Regions from separate parts of the Sus scrofa genome. Here region 2 is linked to region 1. The links are chromatin contacts, called in public Hi-C maps. All regions are on one chromosome and are shown on one strand. Each heading gives the region's core, a stretch centred on a gene start, on an enhancer-like site or on the middle of the called end of the contact. The rest is flanking DNA. Distances are from core to core; before and after follow the strand shown.

The links. Hi-C and Micro-C count contacts between places; a contact is called where the count stands out from the background.
Region 2: a Hi-C map of liver shows a contact between it and region 1, with 3 times the contacts expected there. The contact joins the enhancer-like site here to the promoter of SRGAP2 in region 1. A contact is called at or near these places in 2 of 5 promoter capture datasets (fetal skeletal muscle and liver), 4 of 47 Hi-C or Micro-C datasets (liver and skeletal muscle) and 2 of 2 datasets of contacts at active chromatin or transcription factors (alveolar macrophages and skeletal muscle).

Annotation. Positions count from the first base shown.
Region 1 is chr9:66,833,119-66,840,217 of Sscrofa11.1, forward strand. It overlaps SRGAP2 (SLIT-ROBO Rho GTPase-activating protein 2), which reads left to right and starts at 4,949. Exons shown (of 23, transcript XR_002335789.1): 1 at 4,949-5,105; 2 at 6,872-7,099. It overlaps FAM72A (protein FAM72A), which reads right to left and starts at 6,662. Exons shown (of 5, transcript XM_021063305.1): 1 at 5,955-6,662; 2 at 3,326-3,466; 3 at 913-990. The coding sequence starts at 3,390.
Region 2 is chr9:66,935,329-66,942,264 of Sscrofa11.1, forward strand. The region is part of intron 2 of SRGAP2 (SLIT-ROBO Rho GTPase-activating protein 2); the gene reads left to right. Among named protein-coding and RNA genes, the nearest start is that of FAM72A, 99 kb to the left of the region's middle. Within about 2 kb of position 5,628, at least 10 of the 83 cell types and tissues checked have an H3K27ac peak or open chromatin away from gene starts, as enhancers often do. A contact at or near this core is called in liver, where this site is marked.

The DNA.
Region 1 (7,099 bases), core at 3,699-6,198:
TCTCTAACGAGGCACAGTGGGTTAAAGGATCCAGTGTTGCCACAGATGCGGCATAGATTCAGTCCCTGGCCCAGGAACTTCCTTATGCCACAGTGTAGCCATAAAAAAAAAAAAAAAAAAAAAAAAAAAGGATTATAATTTATAATCCAAACTCCATTTAAATAGGAAATCTCAATTTTTTCTTTCTCTTAAAAAGGGCTAATAACACTCAAGTCTGTCATCTGTGTTATAATTTATAGTTTATTAAACTTTTTTTACCCCCTTTTTTGGCCACCTCCACGGCATATGGAGTTCGCCAGCCAGGGATCAGATCCAAGCTGTAGTTGCAGCAGGATCCTTTAACCCACTGTGCCAGGCTTGGAGATCAAATCTGCGTCCTGGTGGTGCAGGGGCACTACCAATCCCTTTGGGCACCACAGTGGGAATTCCTATCAAGCCTTTTAACCTTCATAATTTACTTGATCTTTAACAACCCTACAAAGTAAACACAAAAGATATTTTAATTTCTATCTTAAGATGACAACTATAGTCTTAGGATAGAAACAGGTTCAGAGGCTTAGAGGTTTAAGGCGTTTACTCAAGCTAACATAGAGAATAAAGGTAGGGCCAAGGCTCAAACCTGATTTTTATGACTACAAATCCAAGTGTTCTTTCTCCCCCCAAAACTACACTGCTTGTTTCTGAAAGTTAAAGCAGATATTTGTTAATGCACTTTGAGAAACTGTAAAATCATATACACATGTAAAGCGCCACGAGACCCTTTTAAAAAACAGTTCTGTGTAACAAATGGTTTTTCAACGGCTCATCGCATGGGTGATAACCAGTGCTCGATGCAGTCCACTGAACTCTGTGCTTTGGTGTCAACATCCATCTCCTAAACCCAGAGCTATTTGGAATATTGCCACAAATTACCATTTTAAACATGCGATGTCCTTCAGTTTACATTTGCAGATTTCAGTGAAATAGCATCTTCCAATGAAGTCCACTGCACTGGAGAGGGAAAAGTGTAGAGATAGTCAAATGTACATAAAAAACATGTTGTAAAAAAAAAAATACAAAATATAGTAAGTTAACCATTTAAAAAATATATATATTAATTTGCTTTTTAGGGCCACACCTGTGGCATACGCAAGTTCCCAGGCTAGGCGTTGATCCCAAGCTGTGTCTGTGACCTACACCACAGCACACAGCAACTCCGGTTCCAAAACCCACTAAGAGAGGCCAGGGATCATGGCTATTAGCTAGGTTTGTTACTGCTGAATCACTACAAGAACTCCACCATTTTTTAAGTGGACAAGTTCATAAGTGTTAGGTGTGTTCACATTTTTGTGCAATGAATCTCCAGGCCATTTTCATTTAGCAAAACTGAAACTCTGTACCCATTAAATAACAACTCTCCATTTCCCTCTTCCCCTGACCCTCAACCACCATTCTACTTTCTGTTTCTATGAATCTGACTACTTTAGATACCACAGATGAGGAGAATCACATAGCTTTTGTCTTTTAGTGACTTATTTCACTTAGCATAATGTCCTCAAGGTCCATCCATGTTGTGGCATGTGACAGGCAGGACATCCTTCCTAAGGCTGAATAATGTATCAATGTATGCATAAACCACATTTTGTTTATGAATTCATCTGCTGATGGACATTTGGGCTGTTTCTGCCTCTTGGTTATTATGAATATGCCATTTATTTTCCATTAAAGTGGCACCATTTTATATTCCCACCAACAGTGCACAAGGGTTCCGATTTTTCCGAACCCTTGATACAAAAAGTACTTTTGATTGTGATTTACATGAATTTTGTAAACCCAAAGAGCCAAAAGAGACTCTAAGAGAACTATAGTATATTTTGTTAAGAGTTAATATTTGTGAGCTCATTATAAATGACAAACAAACCTTCCATGTAAAAAATCTTGTGTGTTCATTGACTCACATCCATGTTAGCGCATTAATCCATCACCACTGTAACCATTATAAGGAGGAGTAGACAAGGGAAAAGACCTGATTATATTCCAGATCTGGCCTAACCTTTAACAAGTCACATATCTGAGCCCTCCTTGTGACTATCTTAAACTTTCCACAGGTATTACAAAGACTAATGGGTTAATATTTAAAATTTTTGTTTCTGTATGTGCTACTAAAAAGAAAAGGCGCTAGATAATTTAAATCATAGAAACTTGGCAAGAGTAGTTTCTAGATTTATTGTCTACTGCTTCTTCTTCTTATAACACATACATACTCACAGAGGTACTTGAAATAATAACCCATTTATCTTTGCAGTAAATGAGGGCCTTTGGCTTTGTCATTAGGCATGACCACATTTAAACCAATGTAGATAGGATTTCAAGGAAGAGTCCACAGCTTTGAGTATATTTAAAAAAATTTAAAGTGTCTATCGTGATCATAAAATCCATTTGAAAGTATTCTGATTATTAGCCTGACTCCTCTGGCTCTGTGTCCAAAGAATAGCTGTCCAGGTATATTTTTGATAATTACTTTTTTGCTTTAATGATAAAGTTTCAATAAAGAGCATAATCTTTAAAGTCATGTAAGGGCACATATAAGTCGACTATAGAAAGAGAAAGTATGTTTTAGAACTAGAAAAAAGGTATATTTAAAGCAAATAAAATGGCCTTTTCAAATAAAAAGCTAATTCTTAAGGACTACCCAATAATAAGTAGTGACTGAAAACAGAATTTAAAAAGGATTTAAGTATGCAAACAAATACATAATGTCTCAAATAGGCTTTATGGGAGCCAAGGATCATTTTAAGGCTAAGTCTCTATTTCATCCCATGAAAATCAACACAAGTCTTTCTCACTCAGAGAGACAGAGGGAGAGCAGGAAAGAATACTGAATTAGATGGACAATTGATCTGATTTGACATGCCAATTGCAAATAATGGTAGAAAGCTAGGGAAAGTTTTTTGGTGTAAAACTTCAAGGATAAAAATGAAAAACTCAAATGACCTCTCTCACCAACAGTACAGAAAATCTTGCCTAAATTACCTAGAATCTGGATTGTGGACTTGATCCAGTGAGAGGATGGTTAGGCAGCACACAGCTGCCAGGGATCCAACTTGAGAGATCACATGACTATAAGTGAGCTAGCACATTACATCAGGACTGACCACTCTGGCTAAACCACAGACTTCGTCCAGACAGTCTGCCCCCTTAGTTACACTCCCAGGGGATCATCAGACTGTTGGGAGTGGCTGGAACACCAAAATGATAACCTCCTTTGTTGACTCCCAGAAGTCCAAGCCAAACACTTTTCCCACTTAGTTAAAGGCTACTGTTGCCCGCCAATAGCATGACTTACTTGGTAGGAGGGATGTCTGTAGAGAAAAGGTCTATTTCAGTGTCGCCCAGCAAAACAGCCTTCATTCCTCTATAGCTGAGCACTTGTTTACAGAATTTGCAACACAGGATGGACACGCGGCGGTCCTTGAAACTACAACAGCTGGTAGACATGGCGTCCGGGGAAGGATGAGATGTGGGATTTTCAAAGTGGAAACAAGAGCTATTCCTTTCCTAGTTTGATGCCCCAGGTTAAAAATCAAATTGCGAGGCCTCGAGCTTTTCTAGGCCCTAAAATCGAGAAGGGAATGAGTTCCTTTTCGATTTTCCCGTGGGAGGGTATAAGTAATATTTACTGAACAGGGACGGGAGAAATAGCAACTTTGACTTTCTCTTCAACTTTCGGGCAAGGGAGTGGAGAGGAGACAAAAGGCAAGCTGCCTCGGGAACTTTTCTGCAATATTCCCTTACTCCAGTCTAGAAGGATCCTTTACCCTTTAACTCCCGCCCCTTTGGCAATTCCCTCAGCTTCTCCCGTGTTTTATCTAAACCTTCCCTCTTAAGCCCCTCCCACGGAGAGCTCCAATTCCTCTCTCTGGGATCGCAGGCTAAGCTTTCCTACCCACGCCTCCTCTTTGGAAATCTTTCTCCTCTCCCCAGAATTCAGAAATCTCCTCAGCTTTCCCACTGGAAGGATCCTGGGTGCTTCTTAGGCCTCCCGCGACCCTCCTCTGTTCTGCTCGTTCGCGGGCCCACCGCTTCACTTCTCTCCCCGCAGCCCCCAGCCCTTAGCGTGCGGGCTCTCGCGCGGTTCCTCTCGCGTCTCTCTCCCCTCGGCTCTCCCTCGTGCCCCCCGCAGTCCCCTCAAGTCTCTCCCGAACGGCCGCTCCAGAGCGCGCGGTGGTATGGGTGGGGCGGGACAGAGGTCGCTTTGGGGGCTCAGACGGCGTTGAGGTCTCTGCCACCGATTGAGGTCTCTGCTACCGAACAGGTCGTTTTTTGCTCCCTCTTCCGCTCTCTCTGCCTTTCCAACAGGCTGTCAGTTTGAATTGCCAGCGTCGCGCACCGATTGGGAGAACTAGAGTTTGCCCACGTCCCGCATTGGAAGGCTTGGGAGCCTGCCCCTGGCGAGATCTTAGTGGCTAAGAAACCGTACGCCACGCCCCAGTAACGGTGCCTTGATCCACTCGGCTTTCTGGTTGGCGGATCTTGGCCACGCCCCCGATCCCATTGGTCAGCCCTGGGAGGTTGGGGCAAGACCTACTCCCGCCTCAGTGAGAGAAGCAAGGCACGCCCTTCGCGCTTTTTACTGGAAGACATTCTAAAGGTTCCCGCCGGTCTCTACTCTCTATTGGCTAAAACTCTCCGCAACGCCCCTCCTCTCTACCCCGGTCCAATTGGTCGTGCCTTCTCTCAGGAGTATGTGTTTGGCTGTGGGTTCCATTTTAATCCCGCCCATCAGTTCTACTTTGGGGTTCGGCCACCCTGGGAGGAGCTTACTCTGTGACCACGCCTCGGTAGTGCTAGTCACACCCCCAAGTTTCGCCAGCTCCTCCTCCTCATTCCAGGCCTCTCGGGATCAGCTATTTCTATTGGCTAAGAGCCCCATCGGTCGATAGAAAACGGGTGGTGATTGGCAAGGGGGTGGGCTCTGCTTCCCGGCGGGGTCCTGCGGAGTTGGCGGAGGCTCCTCCGGGGACTAGGGGACCGATCTGCGTAGAAGCGGGTGGCGGGGAAGAGGGGAGGAGAACTCTGTGTGGGAAGCGGAGCCGGGGGCCTGGGACCCGTCGCGTCAGAGCCAGGTAAAGGCTCCTTCCCTCTCCCCTTTTTCTTCCCGGCCGCGGAGCTGGAGCCCTGACTGAACAAACCCGGGCAGGGGCGGGAAGGAGAGGGCGCGGATGCTGCTTTCGGCAACGCTTTAACATTGTCGCTTGGAATATCTCAGACCCCCTCCCCCCATGACCTACTCCCAGTCTCCCAGTGCAGCCCATAATACTACTCAGGACTGCATCTCCGCCTATCACCATACTGCCTAGGACTCTGCGTTGGCTCACATGCAGCCGCGCAGTCCGCACCCAGCCCCCTCCCCAAGTCCTGCACATGGGCAGCCTCGGTCCACCTTTTGGCAACCGTCGGTGGCATCACTTGCAGCCATCAGCTGCCCTCTTACTCTGTCTCCAAGCCCCGGCAGACAGCCCAGTTACAGCCCTGGACCTAGAAGGATGGGTGTTCCGCACTGCTTCCGGGGCTCTTCCCCTGCCCGAGCCCCCAGCCGGACCTGAATGGCTCCTCTTTACGCGCTCCAGTTCCCAGACATATCTGGAACCGCAAAGTTGTTAACATCCTAGCGCTGCGTGTAGCATCGCGGCCCACAATAGTCTCCTAACTTCCCCCCCAGCCCCAGGGTTATCCTCCCTTTGCCCTCTCCCCGCCTATCAAGCGCGTGCAGAAGCTCCAGTTATCCCTGGCTCCCGTGCAGTCTTAGGACCCCACCTCTCACCCCCCTCCTCTCTTCCTGCCGGCCTGAATCACCACGCCGCTTCTGCTCTCCCTTCCTCCCTCAGTGCGGCCCTTTCTTCAGGCGGGGGAAGTGGGAGACTCCCGGCGCGGAAAGGGAACCGGGCGGCCCAGGAGGGAGAGTCGCCGCTTACAGCGCGTCTTGTAGCGAGACTCCCGGCACTACACTCCGCCCTCTTCTCTCCCGCCTCCTGGGCCTGGGTCGAAGCGGAATCTCCTAGGGCACCTCCTGGTGCGAGGAGTCGGGACTGCTGCCCTCACTGGCCTTGCCCTAACCCCCAGCCTGGGATTGGGTGCGGTATCTGAGATCTCTGGGCTTGGGTGACCAATTAGGGGTGGCATTTAGAGTCACTCTTGTCCCTGACTTGGGACAGGCGGCGGCTGCCTTCCGTCCCCCCGTCCCCCACCCCCGCCTTCCCGGTTTTCCCGACTCCGACCCTCGCCTCTAACCAGTTTCCTGCTTCTGCCGACCACATTGTTTTCCTGGATGTGTCCCGTGCCGAGCAGGCTTTTTCCTGCAGATCTACCCCCCCCGCCCCCCCCTGCAACATTTTGCTGCCAAGAGAAGCTAGTAACCAAAAACAAAACAACTGAGAGGAGGGGCGGAGGGGAAGAAAAGTTGTGCCCGGGTGCCTTGTCCCTCCCCGGCTTTGATCCCCTTTGAAGTCCAGGGAGTTGTCCCAGCCCGGGTCGGGGACCGCGTCGGAGGCAGGGCCGGGAGAGTTCCCTCCGGCTGACGCTGCCCAGTTCGGGAGGCCGCCGAGGTGCCGCAGTCCCCGCCCGGAGCCCCGCGTTCCCGCCGCAGTCCCCACCCAAAGCCTGCTAAGGCGGCTGCTCCAAAGTGTTTTTTTTTTTTCAGCCTTAAAACAAAATCCGGAGGGAGCTTCCTTCCTCCCCACCTCTCTGCGCCGGGCTCTGAGGGCCCGGCAGCGTTTGGCCGAGATGAATGGGCCCAGGCCAGCCTGGAAACGGCGTCCCCTACCCCACCCCCGCAGCGATTAGGATCTGCACTGGGGCTGATCGCCCCCTCCCCTTTCCCCTGCATTTACAGGCAAGTGAACCGGAGCAAACGACTTCCGATCCAGTCTACGCTGCTGCGGCTCCCGTTTGGGATTTGATTTGCAGCATCTTCGAGTCTGTGCAACAAAAAACCGCGAAGCACGCCCAGCCCTCCCCCAGCACCCAGAGACGCACCCGCTCCCTCCCGGGGACCCAGCTGGGCGCGTCCACACCCCCGCACCCCCACACCATGTTGTGCGGAAGGACTTCCACTCCCCGC
Region 2 (6,936 bases), core at 4,378-6,877, 100 kb after region 1:
AGCTTGCGCTTGATTTGTGCGAGCCATCGCCAGGAAGCAGGAATGGGGGGAAAGGGAAGTGAGAAAAAGAGGTAAGGAGAGATCTAAGGGCTGCTTATAGGTTGCCCACAGCTTCAAGAGAGGCTGACTCTTTGGTTTTGTGGGACATCGTCAGAGAAAATATGTGAAACCACTACATCTCTGAACAGTCCGCTGGGGGAAGGAAGGGGAAGATTTCATTTGCCAGCTCCCATCTCCTATTAGTCAGGGTTGACATCATGGAGCTTCAACTTCCCTTATGCGTCTTCATAGCATGGCTGGTGACTGAGCAGATCCCTCCAAATCTCACGCCTTAGTGGCAGTAGGGAAACCCCGGGGTGGGACTGGAGAGACGTGCACAGGTACAAGGCGAGACACTGTCAGGCCAGCCCTCCCAACAACTGAAGGACGGGGACAGCCATTGCAACTGGAGCGGTATGGGCTGACCCAGCCCGCCAGCCAGACACTTGTATTCATCTTGAGTGATGTGTAGCCAACTCTCAACTGTGATAGGCTCTTTGCCAAGGTGAGCAAACTCTTTGCCCCACTATCATTAAGTAATTTGCAGTTACACCTTTGTGTAAGTGCAAAGATGTGCACCTTTGTATATCTTTTTTCATTCTCAGTCTACTTCCTGTCTCCTCTTTTGCTTTCCACCTAAATGGGGGTGGCCCCAGGCTTAGGTCTACTCTTTCATGCTACGTGCTTTCTTTAGGCAGCTGCATGCACTTTCTTTCTTTTCTGTCTTTTATTTTGTTTTATTTTATTTTTGTGTGTGTGCTTTTTAGGGCCGCACCAGCGGCATATGGAGGTTCCCAGGCTAGGGGTCGAATCGGAGCTACAGCTGCCGGCCTATGCCACAGCCACAGCAATGCCAGATCCCTAACCCACTGAGCGAAGCCAGGGGTCGAACCCTCAACCTCATGGTTCCTAGTCAGATTCATTTCCGCTGTACCATGACAGGAACGCCTTCTTTCCTTCTCTTTCTTTTTCTTTTTGTCTTTTCAGGGCTGCACACACAGTATTGGAAGTTCCCAGGCTAGGTATCGAATCAAAGCTGCAGCTGCTGGCCTGCCACACAGCCACAGCAACGCAGGATTCAAGCTGCATCTGCAGCCTACACCATAGCTCACGGCAAAGCTGGATCCTTTAACCCACTGAGCAAAGCCAGGGATCAAACCCGAGTCCACATGGATACTAGTCATGTTCGTTACTGCTGCACCGTAACAGGAACTCCTTGCATGTACTTTCATGGCTAACTCCATACTCCTGTCTAGCTGCTGATGGCTCACAGATGTCTTCTTCCAGACTTGACCTCTCCTAAGAACTCCAGACTGGAGAACAAAACTGCATTTTTCCAACAGGAAGTTCCCTTTAAAGTCCAGATGAATCTCATGACCCTCTATAGTCATCTTCGTTTGTCTCTTTTCCTGACAGCTCGTAGGGGCTTGGTTCAGACTGGTGGAACTCAACTTGTGCCAGTGCCATATCCCAAGCTGGGTCCTACACAAAATGAAGTCAGTCCTCCAGTGCCAGCTCTCTAGGGATTTAGGATCTGGTTTTTAATATTGATCTGGTTTATTTGCCATTTCGTTGTGCTGGAGCCTTGAGCAATGTAGTTTGCCACGGTCCATTACCACGGTGGACATGTTTAAATTGACATTTGGTCTTTTCAGGAGTGGATTGGTAGGGAAATCCTTGGGTTTTTGACTCTCCTTATGCTGCCCTTCTGCTTTTCAAGACTCTCCCCTTGCTTTGGCCAGTTTATAGAGCCCTTTGGACCTCTGTATCTGACCTGCTCGTAGAACTCGGGGGCTCTCTCTTGCCCGCTCTTTCTCTCCATCGTCTTCGGAGTAAACCTTCACATCACTGTGTTCTACTCACATATCCTCCTGAGCTGGATCAGCCCATTCCTGCCCCCTCATCTTTGAGGAGTCATCACAACCTTCTTCCTTCACTACCGTAACATCTCTACATCCTCAGACTAACTCAGGCCAACCCTGCTTTACATGGATGGCCTCTCTGAGCGTGGCCATGGCCTGGGAGCATGAATTTGGCCCTTAGCACACACAGTCCTATTCAGCTGAATACTTTTGCATTTAGCCTCCTTTTTTTCTCCCAATTGGGTTGTAAGCCCTTTGAAAGCAAGACAATGTCTTATATTTTCTCATGTGTTCTAATGATTTGCGGCTCAGATCTTGACACAAGTATTTGCTAGCCTTGATGATTGATGATTACGGTTCTTGGCAGTTGACTTCCACTTGACCTCCAGCAATGCATCAAGGGCATCAGACTAGGTGACATTTCCCAGAGGAGCTGTTGGTCCCCTCATACCAAATCTTTAGTTTGTAGTACAAGTTAAATTCTAGACTTTGGACCTTGGGAATTCTGTTTCTTAAACATCTCGGGCAAGGCCTTGGAGCTCAGATGACTACTTTGGCATGTGATGTGGCCAGCTTGTACATTTGGGAGCCTTTTGTCTTTGACTTTCTATTGAGTCACTTGAAAGAACTGAGGCGCCGGCCAAGAGCAATCCCGATGATTAAAGTTCCCTGAGATACTCCCCCTCACACCCTCTCTCATGCATATCAGCTTTACGAGGTTGCTTTCTGTGCCTTCACTTGGGGGCTCAAAAATGCATGAATGAATGTCCTTTGGAAACTCTTAAGGCCATTTTTCTCTTCCTCCTTCCCCCTGGCTAGTTTCTCTTTGTCTCCAAAGCTGCATGTGCTGTTTTTAGGTAGTGTGGAGTTAATGCAAGTGGAGGAAGGGTTCATTCTTTAATAAGGTAGAGGTGACTAACAAAGGGCAGACCGCTTTAGAGATGGTCAAACTTAAAGTGCGACAGAGAGGACTTAGTAGAAAGAAAGCCAAGAGGCCAGCAGCCCAGTTGCCCCCACTCCTCCTTCCTCCCACCAAGGTGAACCAAGGGGAAGGTCTTAGGTTTTGTTTTGTTTTGTTTTGTTTTTTGTCTTTTTAGGGCTGCATCCATGGCATATGGAGGTTCCCAGGCTAGGGATCGAATCAGAGCTGTAGCTGCTGGCCTACACCACAGCAATGCCAGATCTGAGCCGTGTCTGTGACCTACACCACAGCTCACAGCAACACCGGCTCCTTAACCCACTGAGCGAGGCCAGGGATCAAACCTGTGTCCTCATGGATGCTAGTCAGATTTGTTTCTGCTGAGCCACACTGGGATCTCCAGGTCTTACCTTTGAACCCAGTGATGGTTCTTACCCAGTTTACTCACCACTGTAGAGGGAGGGATAGCTTGGGCTCACTAGCTTTAGGATCACTGGCTTCAAAGTATGTATTATTCCTACTAATGATTGATGAGAGTTGGTATGTGCAAGGATTTTCCACTCCTGGAATTCTCCCACTCATTTTGACCTCTGTCTCCTTCAGCCTGGGTTGCTCATTCACTCTCACTCCATCTCTTCATTTAGGCCTTGGAATCCATCCAGCAGACCTCCTCCACTCTGATCTTCCTGCAACTCTGTTTTCATCCTGACACGAACTTTCACCGGCTCCATTTCTGGTCTCTTGAAATCCAAACTAGCCTGTTAGCTACTATATATAAAATAGATAATCTGGAGGTCCCATTGTGCCTCAGCAGTTAACGAATCCGGCTAGCATCCATGAGAACACGGGTCTGATCCCTGGCCTTGCTCAGTGGGTTGAGGATCCAGCTTTGCCATGAGCTGCGGTGTAGGTCACAGATGCGGCATTGCTGTGGCTGTGGTGTAGGCTGACGACTTCAGCTCCAATTCAACCCCTAGCCTAGGAACTGGGAACCTCCATATGCCACGGGTGCAGCCCTAAAAAATATATATATACATATGTACATGTATAATAGATAATCAATAAGGACCTACTGTCTAGCACAGGGAATTCTACTATATTCTGTAATAACCTAATGAGAAAAGAATATGAGGAGTTCCCAATGTGGCTCAGAGGGTTAAGGACCTGACATTGTCTCTGTGAGGATCTCTGGCCTCACTCAGTGGGTTAAGGCTCCAGCCTTGCCATACCTGCAGTGTAGGTCATGGATGCAGCTCAGATTTGGTGTTGCCGTGGCTGTGGTATAGGCTTCAGCTGCAGCTCCAGTTCAACCCCTGGCCTGGGAACTTCCGTATGCCTCAGGTGCAGCCCTAAAAAAAAAAAAAAGAATCTGAGTGTACATGTACACGTATAATTTAGTCACTTTGCTGTACACAAATTGTAAATCAAACAAAAGTCCTCATTCTCACTGCCCGACCTCTGAATGTTGAAGTTTTTGTGTTGGGCTGGAGTGGAAAAACAGCTTTATATCATTTCCTCTCATTTTCTTTCTTTATCTCCTTCTTTCCACAAATTTGGAGGTGTACTGTATGCCACGTATTTAGGAGTAAGTTGGTGACCCAAACAAATAATTTCTTCTTCTTAAGGAGTTTCATCTTTCTCAAGAAAGCTTACTTTAGCAATGATAGTCCCCACTGCTCTGAATCCTTAAGCTTTCACTTGTATTTGTTCTTAATTTCATTCTTACAGCATACTATGACAGGAAATTTTATATATATTTGTATCTTGCATAAATAGGTAATATATAAACAATTATATATTTTGAAAATATATATTATATTGTATATAATATATAAATATATTTTTAATTTATAAATCTCTATTTTGAAAATATATATTTTGATCACGTTTTCACAATTAGATGGTCAGTTCCTTGAGAACAGGGACCTTCATCCTTCTGAATACTTGAGAATCTGCCACGCCATCCACTCAGACGCCTTCATTTGCAACGGACCAGAAACCCAAAGCAAACTATTTTAGGCAAACACTGAATCAGTTGGTTTGTGTGATAGAAAGGGCCAGGGATAGGGCTGGCATCTGGCCATGACTTGATTCGGGGGCTCAAATTTCCTTGTCCCATGTCTTGGTTCTGCTTCCTCCAGGTGAGCTTGATGCTCAGACAGGCTTTGTACTCATGGTGGTGAGATGGCTGCACAGCCTCAGACTGACATTGTTCCCAGGTCTTGTAGCTCCTAAACAGGGCCCGGAGGTAACCGCCTTTGGAGAGGCCAGAGGTGACATCTGCTTTATGAAAAAAGCACAGGGACCAAGAGTGAGGGAGGATATGGATGCAAGGAAGGGAAAAAAATAACGATAAGTTATATCACATCCACATATTTGGGAAGCTTGGTAGCTATTTGTTGGTTGGTTGCTTGGATCAACTCACGTTTGTTTCTCTGTTGTAATCAGCAGAGTGAAGTAACAAGGAAAAAGGCCATCAATCACACTCTTTGAGGGAAAATATTTGCTGTTTTCCAGTTTACTAGGAGTGGTGTGATGGCTTTTTTTTTTTTTTTTTTTTTTGGCATGCTGACTCCTCAGAGATAAGTAATGATGTCGGTCACTGAAAGACATGGTATAGCAGATGGATTGAGGGTGACACGTGCCTCATTTCTCTCTGCTCTCACGACACCGTGTGCGTACCTCATTTATTTGTATTCTTAGTTCATCTGGTTTGTTATAGTTTTTTCGCTTGTTTCTTCCTGACCACTCTGCTGACTTTGACAGAGGACTTTTGTCTCTGTCCTCTCAGAGCACCTGGAAGGGGCTCAAATAAATATTTGCAGTAAGAGTAAGTAAGAAAGAACTTTGGCTTAGGAACCCAGTGACCTGGATTCCAGGCCCCGATCTGCAGCTAAAGGGCTGTCTGACCTCCAGCAATTCCTTTCCCTTCTCCGGGCTTTGTGCCTCCCATCTGTCCCATAACCAAGTTGTAAAGGCCCTCCTGTTCCTGAGTTTCTAGAAAGGCAAACCCGCAGGTCAAGAGCAAGACTTGGCAAGCCATTCTAGCATTTTGTTTCCTGGGGGACAGTTTTGAGAGGAGCTGATTACTGTGGCGATAAGAGGTCTTGGTAAGAGATATGGAAGGTGGAGCCTGGTGAAAGACTCGATTGTCTTCTTATATAACACTCGCTGGAAAGGTACGAGGAAGGAATATTCCTGAGATGGCAGAGGTGACGTCATGTGTTTGTGAAAGGCTAAAAGCAGGTGAGGCAGATTTTGTGGAAAAAGACTGGCAGTCGGGCCCGGCTCCCAGTGGGGGAGCACGGGGGCCTGATCTCCTGCTCCACGGGCGCTGAACAGAACCTGTGGGAGTGACAGCTCTTGTCCCCTACGTGCCAACGCATCAAGAAGGGAAGGACATACCTGCGTCACTCTCCTGAAAAACTGCGTCTTTCCCGGCCTGCCCTCCCACCCTCACTCTCTCCTCAGAAATGTGGGATTCGTATGACTTAGAGAAAATTCCAGAAGAAGGAGATGAATTTTGAAAAAGGGAAAGGAGAGGGCTAATTGCTTTGGGTTGGAAGCACTAAGCTGAGCAAATTCCCCTAGTACTCTGCTGACTGATGAATTCCCTGGGTGTTCTCTGAGGTAAGGACAGTTTTCCGAGGATTATGTCACCTGCATTGGCAGGTGTTATATAATTTAGAGTCTCCATGATTGTTGCTGTGGCAGGGCCTTACTGTTTCTGTTAAATGATCGGTATCCTGTTAGGTCTAGTTTTTCTTTGAATTTCATCCATTTTGTGACCCTTCAGCATCTTTCTAAAAAGAAAATGAGCCTCCTTCTAACTCCCAGGACCGGTGTAGTTAGGCTCTCACCTGTGGCTAAGCATGGACAAGGAGTCAGCACGTCCTACGGGGGGGGCTTTTCTGGATGTGTCTGCTGATCCTGGATTTGAACTCATGCATAAAAACAGTCCTTGCCAGGTTTGGATGGGACACCCTTCGGAAACGATGGAATGGTGATCTGCCGGTGGAGTTCAATGTCGTGGCCAAGCTTTGCTGTCCTAAGGGACAGCTTCTAAAATTTGCTTTGTTCCCATCGTGGCGCAGCAGAAATGAATCCGACTAGGAA